2 separate regions of the Gasterosteus aculeatus genome follow, and region 1 is linked to region 2. A link is a contact called in public Hi-C data. All regions are on one chromosome and are shown on one strand. Each heading gives the region's core, a stretch centred on a gene start, on an enhancer-like site or on the middle of the called end of the contact. The rest is flanking DNA. Distances are from core to core; before and after follow the strand shown.

Region 1 (6,504 bases), core at 2,039-4,538, 190 kb after region 2:
ATTCAGATATTTAATTATTTGCATAATTATTTAATTGAATTCTTTGTTCAGTAAGATGTGAAGTATCTGCCAGCAGCCTCAGCATGGCTGACTACATGAACAATGTCCTATGCTATATTTAATCTTTTATTGGTTTACACTCCCTGGTTACATTGCTTGGAACAATATTTGCAATCTAGTTATACCCAAGCCACATATTGTGCCTTTATAGAGCTTGTAATAACCAGTTATTTGTTTTTCTTTTGTAAAAGGTGTGAATTTAACTGCATATTGTTATTGAGGTCATATTTAGTGATGTGTTGTTGTATATGGATATGTATAAAATACAATCTAGCTGAACATTCCTGTAGGAGCCAATTGTCAATTGTTGGTGCCATTCTTTTGTCGTTTACGATAATTGAGTTACATGGTGTTGGGGATGGTAATGGGGATGAATGTTTGTCCGAAGTTTAGTGTGGGAAAAGGGAGGAGAGGGGGTGAGAGGCATTTTTTATTCACCGCTAAAATTGCGCTACATTACGTTATACTTATGCTGATTACTATATTCATGGTATTGGCATCCTTAACTCTGGCGACCAAATCAGTCCTGCAGAGAAAGTATATTCAGCAGTCATGAATGTGTGCTATCCGTCACGTTATGTATTTGTTTTCCAAAAATAAACAACAAAGCGACTGTGTCATCATCGAAGGAAGTGCGTCCGCAGGATAACCCCCCCCCTCTCAGGCGGTCGGTGACTACTTAGAAAATCCAATTGTCACTAGAATCGTGTAAACTGCAACCTCATTAAAAAATATATATGATATGACGTGGGTAACAATATTTCTCAATGACCTAATGGAATAAATGTGAACAATTTTGTACGCCTTTTCATGAGTAACCAAAATGTGTTGCTTGTTTGTATACAACTCCCTGGGGTCTGAGTTTAGACCATTAAAGTGTGTCGCTCCTATTGACTCCACTGATAACGAGCACAAACCTCCCTTTTATTTGACTATTTAATAAACAGACTTCATGGTCACTCACCTATTGTTGCCGTTTGCTCTGGGTCAAATGTGTCATCTGTGAATCTCAAGAGGAGGCTGTCGGAAAGAGAACAATAATTTCTTTAGGACTCACTATGAATCACTAACAAACACAGCAGAAAGAATTCATCCCGTACTTCTACTCCACAGATTGAAGCTTTTGGTCTGTAAACAGGTTTCCATTTGTTTTGTTCACGTAACCAGTCTTATGGCACCCGCCACGTCCAATTCCGTATCTGTATCTCTTTCTATTGATGTCTTTGTCCTCATATTGCGTCATGCAAATATGATGAGATCATATTCGAGATGATATCACCGCTAGATTTCACTCAGAGGGACAGGGTTCACGTAACTATGACTAATCGAGTGCAAAGGCCTTAATCACTGTGCTGATGATGAGGATAAGTAGACTCCTTTCACTTGAACCGAGCATAATTCTCTTATTTTTCCTAAAGGATTATCAGGAGGGATGCAGCCGATGAGCTCGGCTCAGAGACTGCCAAGTTAGAAATGTGTTCTGCGTGGGCTGGTTGATCAGGTAAAACAAAGCTTGTGTATTCCTCGCCAAGCAGACGTTTCCCTGGAGATTTAAGGGCTACAACCAAATAGAAGGAAACAGATGAAATATATGTGCTATTTAAACCTTTGCCTGGCCGGTGTACCTGCTTGACAATAGCTAAAGGCCCAGGATAATTTAAATGACATTTGAAACTATTCATAGTTTCATTTGTTTATTATATTAAGGAAAAGCCAATTTAAAGGTAATTCTGGAAAGCATGCTCTTGGCCCCAATTATGTACTAGCAGCTGTTTTCTGGAAGTATAAGCAGACGCAGGTCAATGTTATGGTGTTTCTCATCTGTGCTCAATACAGAGCTGAAAGTAAACTAGCTCTTATTGAAGAGGATGTTTCTACCCTTAAACCAAAATAGGCACAGACCCAAGAGGTTACAATACAAGGATAATACCCCAAAAGCTGAATAGAGGAAGCAAACATTTGAGGTGTCCAACAACCGTGTGGGCTAAAACGAAGAGTGTATATGCATACATTACATGATGGTGAAGACCCGAATCCTGTGATTACTACACAATGCAATACAAGCATTAGTGTAACAGCCGGAGGCTTTGTTCTCACTCTGAGGTGGAAGATCATCTTTGGCCAGACGGTTTTACTTGTAATGAAGCTTTCCCCAGAGCTGCGTGCAACTCATTACCTCCATGCCGTGATAAGACAATGGAAGGCAAGCTGTGCTCAATAACACAGTGTGCAATGTGATGGTTGATGGCTCAGGCTGCCTGTCTGCATTCTTTCACGCAGTCCAGACCACAGTCTTGGAGACCAGCAAACACGAATACGCACCATTTTGGCATACTACACAATACAAAAGTGCCAGAATCATATTGGTAAAAAGAAGAGCAGTCTGCTTCGGATATTATAGTCACGGCATAATCATAGTCACTAAAACATGACTAGAATCACAGTAAACTATTTCGACATTCGCCTGTTGAACCAGCTCATCCTTGAGAAGCTACAATGCAGTAAGATCAGATCCAGCCATCACTATAACACACAGTGTGTCCACATAGTGTGTTTCTTCTAACATAATGTAGGCTTATATAACTGTCCTCACCCATGGCCGCGTAGCCACGACACAGGCTGGAAGGAGTGACGTCAGATCGCAACATCTTCAGACGTGAACAAAGATGATGTCACACACTGGAGGCTAGCGAGGTTAGCCGGACAGCTAGCACACCACCAAGCCGTGTTATCTCAGAATATAACAGCTGGAGTGTTTATGTCAAAGAAAAGCAGTCGAGCTGTCTTCGTAATGTTAAAGTACGCATTATATTTTCACCTCACTATATATAACGTTGACTGCTAATCCAACAGTAGTTAGCTTACTAACGTTAGCGGGGTGCCACGACATTCATTTCTTGGAGATAATTATCTTATGTTACAGCTTACCTGGACTTTCCGACACCACTTTCTCCTATTATCAATATTTTCAGCGTCGTTAGTGTGTCGTCTTCCATGTTCCTTGAGCGGTGAGACGTGCTACTGTCGATGAACGGCTCCGGCAGCCTGTTTAAAGCGACGCTCGTACCTCTCGTTGGTGTTTACAGCTGGCAGCAGAGACAGCGCGCGCCTCGGTGAGAGGTCTCACTCTGATCTCATCCGGTACGACTTTTTGGCACTTCCGCTCGATAGAGCTACAACGTGCACGCATGTTCTCATTACACAACAAAGACCGCCGCATTGGGATTCATATCCATTTCAATAAACAATGTCTGCATCATAAACTTTTTAGTATAAAATTTACTCAAATGTGTGTGAGTTACTAAGAAATTAGACCAAATTGGTATCCGACATGTTTCTGCCAGTGTTGCAGTATCAGTAAAATGTCTATTGATTATTGACTTCATCATTATGTCACACGTTCCAATATTATTCGAACTACTAATATAAACTATTAATAAAAATTAGTTTGTCCATTATTTACTCTTATTAATCTTACTCCAGATTTGCATCTGAGATTTATCATAGAACATGTGTTATCTTATAGTGATAGACAGGGAGAACGACAGACAGTTTTTGTATTTTATTTAATAAATAACTCAAACCGTATTGGGAGAGAACAAAGTATTAAAACAAAAGGCACTTTGAAAGAAATGGTGTAACGGCTTGTGTGTTGTACTTCGAAAGCGCTTGGTAGGTGAAAGCGAGGTGATTCACGTGACGTCCGAACCAATACTCCTGTCTGAGTCTTACAATCTCAAAGAAACATAAAAAATGTCACTGACAAATTTGACTCACACGAACAAGTTCTACAGTTCACGGAACAAGTTAACGTAAAACATGTTTTTGGCGTACTTGACGATCATACAGGAAAGGACCTGAGAGGGTTACTGCAGTTAACAAGCCCGACAATATTCATCAGTTCTTTGTGTCATTAATATACAATTGCTCACACTTTCTGAATTTTAACAAGTATTATACAGTTCCTTTGTGATAGTACATCAATAATTTGAATGATGATAATTGATATTAATCTTCATCCTATGTATTTACTCTTAGAATAGATAACAGTTCATAATAAGAGTGCAATAAAATGTGTCTCCAAGCTGCAGATCAAAACTACATTTACAACCGCTGTATAGTATCCTCTGATTCAACGTAATCGTCCAGTCCAAGTTATAATGTGACATTATTCAATACTTCCTTTTGCAGTTGTTATGTTTTCAGTCACACACACACGCACACACACACACACACACACACACACACACACACACACACACACACACACAGACTCTCTCACACTGACTGGCCTTATGTGCTACTATGGCTGACAGCTACACATTAAAGCTAAATCCCGTCTGACCACAGGATGTCAGTGCACAGAGAGGGACGAGCACACAGAGAAGCTGAGAGGTTCTTGCACATACATCCTATATACATAGTGTCCACATGGTGTTGCTCAAAACTAAAATATAAATCCTGTGCCCATAACAGTCTTCCAGCAGGAAAAAGACACCTTCATGTTATTTTTCTTTTTCCAAATAAGCAAATTAAAATATATACTCATACTGTACATCCCGAATAGAACAAATGCATATAAATTGTTAGTGTTAGTAAAAACGCATGATGCAGTGGCCGCATGGTGTGTTATACTGGTGAAGCATAAGAGGACATTACATAAATTCGACCACAGCCCCCCCCCCCCTCCAAACTTGATAGTAGAGTTCATTAAAAATTATGATGTCATCATTTTCCTTCGTATTTGGGATTGACCACCGTTGTGACAGCACTTTTGTAGATGGGATTTTCACCCTGGAGAGGAGAAACAAAAGTAAGAAATCACGTTATTACTCAGGACTAAAAATGCCATGTTTTTGTTAGAGGTTTTCTGACGCATTTATCAAATCACACAGAAAAACCAATGCAGCAAACAAACCGAACATCCTTCAGTTACTGTACAAGTTAATCATTTGGATCACCCTTAGCACACAGCCATGCTTTTGTGATGGATTACAAAATATGGGGAGGTACCAGTTTTTCATCGTATTTAAAACATCATTTATACTCTTAATAACCTCACACTAAAGTTTTGTGATCTTTTAGCTGTATCGATTGTCCGAGCACACTCATGCACGTATGTTTTACAACTTTTGAGGCAACATTTCTCTTATTACCACCTATTTGTGTTCTGAAAAGAAACGAAAAGAAAAGGTATCGACCGAGTGAAATCAAGACACACGTAGACAGCCCATGCAGGAACGTGACGTGGAAAGGAGAGGAAATACAAACTTAATGGGCATCAGCTTTACGTCCATATTGTGGGTTCTGGAACTGATTGACAGGACTCTTGTATATTGGGTTTTCTTGCTACAGGTGAAGAATTAGGTCAGAATAAAGTTCAACAGGGAAAACACAGGAAAAAAAGGAACACAAAATGGCTGTATGAAAGAAGAGAAGAGTCCGGTGACAATTATGAAAAGAGGGAATGTTGGTGATAAATCCGGTGTACACTTTATAATTAAAGACCCCTTTTATAGGAAGCCGTCATTGAAACAATGACAGATAAAGCCCATCATTTCGCTTCCATTCCTGGGATGAATGTTGAGTTCACCTGGGCACCTTTCTGATATGACATTTCTCCCTCTTACTGCCCTAACCTCCTAATACCTCTCTAATAAAGGCTTACACAATAAAACAAACAATGGTCCAATGGAGGTCTGAAGTTGCCATTGGTTGAGATTGATCCTGAACCTCAGTACTCTTTCCCATGCTTGCTGTCGCAGCAGATCATCACTGACACACCGCCTTCTCAGATATGGACATATACTAAATCATAAGCTAATAAATAAATAAAAAAGGGAAAAACTCAGACAAAGGTAATGTTTTCTACGATGGTGATATTGTGCTTTAAGTAGTCATATGGAATTCAATATTGTGTCACTGACGTAGGCACTCGATTATTTAGAGAAAATTAAAACGCTAAGACAAAAGAATAGTAGCTTGGTAACAGATACAAACTATTAAATAATCACAAGTAGATGAATGTGATCCAGACCTGTCTACATATGACTGCTAATCCAGTCAGTGCCTCATTGTCTTGTCAGGACACCGAGGTTACGCAGTTTCACCAACAGTCTCTCATTTCTCAACGTGTAGCCCAAAGACGGCCATGGTAATAAGCGACACCTGACGTGCACATCAGGAACATCTGCATCCTCAAACCCAAAAAGGCAGTTGTGACACAATCCCACCACTAGGTGGCAGCCTTTCACTGCAGATGAAGTTGTGCAGAACTCCACTCTTCTGTCATTGATGTTGGCTGATGATACTACAGTTCAGAGGAAACAGGGCAGGGGGAGGAGACATAGCCACTCCCCGGAAAAAATCCAGCTATGCTCAGAGTGCATAACATTCAATCCAGCTATGCTCAGAGTGCATAACATTCCCAAAAAAGTCCTCTCA
Region 2 (6,672 bases), core at 1,210-3,709:
ACGTTTTCCACACTTCCCCGTTTCCATCTAGCCCCCATCCATCCATCACTCCAGACTATTTCCTCTCTAAACACTGATTTTACCTCCAGTTTCACACACCAACAAGACCAAGCAGACACAGCGTTTCCTGACATCCGTCCATGTGGGTCTCTAGTCTGAGGAGAGGGGGCTTCAGGTCCTGTCACAGCTGGGCTTATCCTGCAGTGGGGAAAGTTCCCACTAGATGGTGGCAGAACCATTCGAAGAAGTTAAAATGCAATCAACTGAGCCCCAGCTCTTGTCCACATAGCGTCTCCTTTCTGGACGCTTTCTCCCCCAACGACCATCTGATATTGTGTGATCTGAACAGATGCGGTTGGAGCATTCTGACAGAGGGGAATGTCTCTTCAACCGTGTCTATCATGATCCTTTTGAGCCCGGTTAAAAAGTCACAGGTGTTCCCAGCCCTGGGACATGGCTTACTGGCCCCCTTTTTCTTTTTTCTTTTTTAAAGCTCCTCAAATGGAAAGATGGATTCCTTTTAGATTTGGAAATATGTGGTCACTCCCCCTTTCTGGATGGAACCAAAGGGCTGATATTACAGTGCGGCATGTCTGAAGAGAATTCATGTCCCTTGTCTTTCCATGAGTCTGTCATTCCAATCACAAAGCCTTATGACAAAACCGTGCTCCGTCAACACTGAGCTGATTTAGCACAGGTCAGTTCTCTTGGCATGCTTGGGTTTGGTCCTCTGTTCAGACCGGCCTGCTCGACCGATTTTGTGGTCACTGTCGGAGGCGCCTTTGCCCTCCTCTGCTGCTCCTCTTAACCTATTTTATTGAAGTCTGCAAGGAGCTGAACAGTACGGACTCCATGATTTCACCAGGTTTTTCCTGTTTCTCAGTTTGTGCTCATGCATACAAATTGGCCCTGGCGTGACAGAGCAGCGGGGTTCTTGGTGGAAAATCAATCTTCTCTGAGTGCTGTTTGATGAATGCACCATATTCTCAAAGTATCAATCCAGACAAAAACATTTTTTCTCCTGATACGCTGTGTAATGACTTGCTTACCTGCTTGCTCAGGCATCTTCTGGGCATCTTCTATGCTTTTTCCACAAGGCTCCTCCTGTGGTCTGCCGGGTCCTGAGCAGAGTTCACCTCAGTGTATCAGACAGGCGTGGTACGGTTCACTGCGAGGGTTGCAGTCTTGGCAGATTATTATTATTTTTGTCTCAACCTCTCTGTGAGTTTGGATATCCAGGGGAAAAACGACAAGAAAATCCGGTGCATCACTGCGGGGGCGAACTGACAGGTTCTCTACAGATAACTAATTTGGTTAGTGTCTCCGGTCCACATTTTGGCCATTTCAAAAGTATGAACCATCGATTGCAGGGGGTCCCAAAGAGCCAGATGGGAACAGGTGTCTTGGCGGCGTCCTTCGGCAGCAGAAAGTCCGATGGGACTCACGGTCCACCCGGATCCAGTACTTCTAACTCTTCAACATGAGAGACACAAAACTTGGCCTATCCACCTGCTGCTGCTTCTTTTTTATTTTGAGCACTAAAGGGAGCCCAAGGCCGTAGGGTCCTGGTAACTGAGCTCGACCGGGCCACGGTCCATAGGAGCAATAGCCAACCGAAAGGCTCAGACCTAATTGTTTTCCATTCCAAAGGTTTCAAATGAAGCTTGTGCCGATGGCAGGACTTAGCTGGGCTTGTTGAGGCTGTTGATGTCATTATGTCATTAACTCGTTGACCGTGGAAACATTTGGAAAAATGTGGTGTTCTTTGAGAGCAAAATGAAGAGGCTGTCTCTGAATTTTGTCAGAAAATAGTTTAGTCATATACACATTGGTTGTATGGACATGAAACACGCCTCGGTTGTCGTCCTCTTGTTGTGCTTTCTGAGGTCAGCAACTGCAGCGTGGAGATCTTAATGAGCCGAGGCCTTTTTGTCTGTGACAACCGCGTCTTCCTTTGCCTGCTGTCTCTGACTTCTCGAGGTTTGGATATGCTTCACAGGCTTGTTGCATTGGCCTCAGCGGATAAAGTCTCCTTTGTCTTTAGCTGAACGCTGAATAAAAGGTGTGTGTGGGGTGCTGTGTGATGTGATGCTGTCTCGTGTTCAAAGCAACCTTTTCAGCGTGTTATCTCATTAGCACCGTGAGTCTACTGTGAGCGTACTGCATGCACACACGGACCATTAAGTGAGCCCTTTATTGTCAACTTCTGGCTCACCTACACACAAATTACCATGGTTACTGGCATGCCAGGTATTACTCTCTCATAACACAGAACACAGTGTTCGCTGGGGACTGACACGCGCGTGCATGTGGCCTGTGGGCCATCTCTCAAGTAGCCTCTAAAATGCTGTGTTCTCTCCTCGCAGGGCTCCATGGCATAAAGCCTGTGCTCCCATTCAGCCAGTCCCTGGGGAGGAGCCCAGCACTCTGACACCCCGCTGCCACTTTCCACAGCCCGAGGGAAACCAGGAAGCGGCCGGCAGGAGCCATGCCCGCGCTGGCCACCGGAGCCGGCCACGAGCCAGGTACTGTACGGACGCCTTTGGGCCAAAGTCCTTTTTCCATTCACATTTTTTAAGTCTACCATCCCTTGGTGCACAAAACGGATTAAATCATCTCGGACTTTGATCAGGTTATTTACATGAAGTACATTTATGTTTAAGAATCAGTACATCCTGGCACTGAGCTGCCACTTCAATTTGAAATTGGAACAGATTTTTCCTGAATCTTTAATTGACACGAGGGCACCTTCTAAAAACTGAGGTTGGAAAAGTCCATTTACACTGTATTTCACTCCCCAACCAAAAACGCACCATCGCAAATATTCCCAACCTACAGTTTATCAACAGAGCTAAAGTACTTGCGGGTGTACGCACGTCAAGCTTTTCAACACAAAGCCAACTGCCAGAAATCACGACTTCTTCTCCTCCTCCTCCTCTCAGTCTGGCCTAATGGTCGACTACATCATCAACACGCACAAACACAGAGGACCCAACAAAGGTAGCAGGGTAGCAAAAAGGACAAAAGCTGTGATCTGATGGATGGATAAAGAGCGTGTGCTCTTCTCAGCTCTTTTAACAGAGTTGCCGTAGCTCCCTCTGTCCTGGAAAATGTGTGCAGACAAAGTAGAAAGCCAGACCGTCAATTACGATTGGAGTCATTTTGGGCAATTACCGTCGTGGGCTCAGGTTTCCAAATAAAACCCGTAAACACTCCGTGGGCCCATCTCCTCTGCTGTCCCCCTGATGGTCTTGTGAAGTCGACTGTGCAGGTGGAACACAATGACCGTTAGCTGGCCAATCCTCACAGGTCTCGGTGAGCTCACTGATACTTGTGGCCGGCCCGGCATTTGGATCACAGGGCATCGGGGCCACAGGGTGGTATTCCTCTCGGCGTAGCAGTGATTCAGTTGAATTCACAGCGAGCGCTCCGTGGAGATGATGTATCTGAGATCCAGTGACGTGTGGTGATGTCAGTAAGGGGCTAGGCTATGCAAAACCAGATTACCTAATTTGTTGTTTAGGCTAACACGTCGAAACAGTAGCGTTAAATGTTACGCACAATGAACAAGCACAGCAAACACGGTCAATATCAAGAAATTTCCAATCAGGATGACATATCGTGTACTGCTCGCTCGCACACACACCTTTTGCTGCAGCAGTCCATCTAAGGCTAGCATAGACCTCCCTCTTTCTATGAACTCCTTTTTGGAATTAAAATAGAGTTTGGAGAAATTCCTCAATTCTGTGATATATCGGCGGACACCGCTGCTGTCATTTCAACTTTTACAACGTATCTGGTGTAGTGACATCAACTGCGCAGATGTCCAGTAATATATTGATTTGAATTGGTCCATGTTTGACACGTAACGTAGGATTACTGGCATAACACATTTACGTGCAAAGGCACAGCAGAGTTGTGCTTTTTGCCGTACATGTTGAAGAATACAGGATCGAAGTGCGCATGCGCAACACAAGTTTTTTGTTTGTCGTCCAACATGAATGAACAGTAAAAGCACTGCTTATCCTACCATTTCTTTTGTATTTGATTATGCATAACTGCTACATATGTCATTGTAACGTCTAAACAATTGGAATAACACACATACTGCATATATAAATCCCAAAAATAAACAGCAAAGATACACATACAAGTTTGATGCTCTGATGAACATTTTTATGTTTGATTTTTGGCAGAGTAGGCAGTGCCTACCCACACTGCACGTCACTGCTGAGATCTGTTGTATTAATTAGTTACTGTAAGAGACTAACCCGCCAGCTTAATATATACTAGTTGTTATAGACACTCTCCTCTACTAATTCTCTTTTTCAAGATGAATGAACAAAATGTAATTGTTTCCACTGTTTAGCAGCATATTAAGAACGTTAATTCAGCATCTATAAGCGGGACCCTGCGTACTCCTAGACGTTAGACGTGTAGGCAGCAACACCTCTGTGAACGAGCATACATCCATTGAGACCAACAATAGCTCCTCCACAAGCGCCGGCTGCCAGTAATCACAGAGACACGCCTGCATCCTGCCAGGGCCTTACTTTTGTTGCATTAGCAGCCCTGCCATCTACACACCAGTCACCACACACCCAGTCACACCGTCACACACACACACACACACACAGAAAATGAAGTACCGGGCCGGCGCTTTTAACATAATGGGGAAAATATTATCATTAATTTAACCATTCTTTAGTAGCAGCTCTATTTCATCAGCAGGTTTTTTAGATGTGTAGATCTTATTAGAACGCTCATTATTGGAGTTGTTTGGAGAGCAAACATGTGGGCAGACAAACAGGGCACATGTAAAACCATACCAGTTCTCTCTCTCTCTCTCTCGGCCCAAATAAACAAAAGGCCTCTGTGCGAATTGGATTCTAATAAATGAGACCGGGAAAGAAAAATAAAAAAAAGAAGTGAGAAAATTAATGTGAAAAACAATAAAGTGTTGGATAAGTGACCTTTTTAATATATGACCAGGGGGAATGTTGGAGAGAGTGTCCTGGTGATTGGGTTACCGTGGAGTCATTCCACTGTGTGACCTTCATGAAGGCTTTGGTAGCAGATTAACGGCGGGGGCTTTTACTTGATGACGCTGGCTCTGTTTGAGACATTTGTCCAGTGCATATCTGATCTACGAACGCACAACCGTTCACGTTGTTATAAGGCGGCCAAGAAGAGACAGAAATTGAGCTTTTAATTTGCACAATTAAAAGCTCATTTTTTATTGCGATTTAGGTGTTTGTTACACCTCGCAGGCCGGATCATGGGAAGACTGCTCCGTGGAGGCAATGAGTCTAAGCTTTGCTCTGATTAGCCTGAACCCCCCCCCCCCACACACACACACCCACACACAACTAACGGCAATGCAGCTGCTCTCCTCCAGACCACTTCTGTATAGTCACTTCCCTGCTCGGCCGGGGACCAATAGCCGTTGCGCCTTCGTTCAGTTTGGCCCGACTGGTCTCACTTTCTTCAGCCCCCACTCTGAGATCTTCAGATGGTGGAACCCAGCCCACTCCTCAGTCTGTTGCACATGATTTATCTCCCCACTGAGCTACGTTTGCTGCAAGGTTAAGTTACCAAATTTGACTGTACTTTGTTTTATTTTTTTATTTTACACAGTGTGGCTGTCTGTGTTTTGAAGCATTTATAAGTAACCACTTTTTATATATAGAAAAAGAGCCCCCATTCATATTTAAGAACTGATGCTACCGTCGGAACACAATGGCAAATAGGAAAACACAACGTCAATTTGGTAAACACAACTTTTATTTACAACACCTAAATATAATTGAACAACAAAACACCGGTAAAACAATGGTGAAACACTAGTAGGACACTTTTAAGACAAACATCGCCATCTCTCCGTGACTTCCTGCTGCTCTCACTTCCCCCCCTCATCACAGGCTCTCAGTCCCGCCACTGATTTATTGATTGCCAATATATCTAGAAAGCGCCATTTCTCAGCTTTCAGAAGCCGATTGTGCAAATAGTTAAGGAGTCACGGTAATTTGAATCCTCCATGTCACTTTCCGTTGCTGGCGAAAGGCTTCGGATTAAGAGGGTTAAAAGACAGACAGACAGTCAGTCCGTCTGTCCAATCAGAGGGGTCCGTCCTCTGCTATCTGCTATAAGGCCCTACCCTTTCCGTAAGAAGTTAATGTTGTCGTGCTTTCCTATAGAATTTTCCTAAAGTCCTAATCTCTATCATGCAGAAATTGAAGAAATTTCTAATAAATTGTGACTTTTTTTTCATTTTTCAGGTTTAAGTAATATAATATATGATATAATGGTAGGAAAAAAACGGATGTATGTATGTATGTGTATATAGGTATGATGAATGAAATATACCTTCGGAGTTAATGACCACTAAAATGTCCTCCTGCATCCAGTTCCACATGAGTCTGAAAATGTCTGCGTGCAGTGTCACGTGAGACCTGTAGTTGGTGGAGTACTACCCCGCCCCAGCTCTTGATGAGGGCTGTGCAGTAATGGCAGCTTGTTGTCTGTGGACGAGGAGCTCCCTCAATCAATCACTCTCCCATCACAGATGAACAACATCTGGCGGATGTCCTTCGGAGGTCAGCGAGCCTCCCGGAGTGAGAGTGGGTGTTTACTACTTGCAGCCTCATTTCCTCCCTTCTTCTGCAGTTATGC

Evidence for each region. Hi-C and Micro-C count contacts between places; a contact is called where the count stands out from the background.
Region 1: a contact with region 2 is called in a Hi-C map of skeletal muscle, with 2.7 times the contacts expected there. The contact joins the promoter of rab18a here to the enhancer-like site in region 2. A contact is called at or near these places in 2 of 6 Hi-C or Micro-C datasets (both in skeletal muscle).

Annotation. Positions count from the first base shown.
Region 1 is chr21:8,632,877-8,639,380 of fGasAcu3.hap1.1, forward strand. rab18a (RAB18A, member RAS oncogene family) reads right to left here and starts at 3,289. Exons shown (of 7, transcript XM_040166900.2): 1 at 2,989-3,289; 2 at 1,025-1,080. The coding sequence starts at 3,056. It overlaps itgb1a (integrin, beta 1a), which reads right to left. Exons shown (of 16, transcript XM_040166899.2): 16 at 3,608-4,854. The coding sequence ends at 4,789.
Region 2 is chr21:8,444,197-8,450,868 of fGasAcu3.hap1.1, forward strand. mpp7a (MAGUK p55 scaffold protein 7a) reads left to right here. Exons shown (of 17, transcript XM_078096984.1): 2 at 2,367-2,525. The coding sequence starts at 2,489. Among protein-coding and RNA genes, the nearest start is that of LOC144390473, 15 kb to the right of the region's middle. Within about 2 kb of position 2,460, at least 2 of the 9 cell types and tissues checked have open chromatin away from gene starts, as enhancers often do.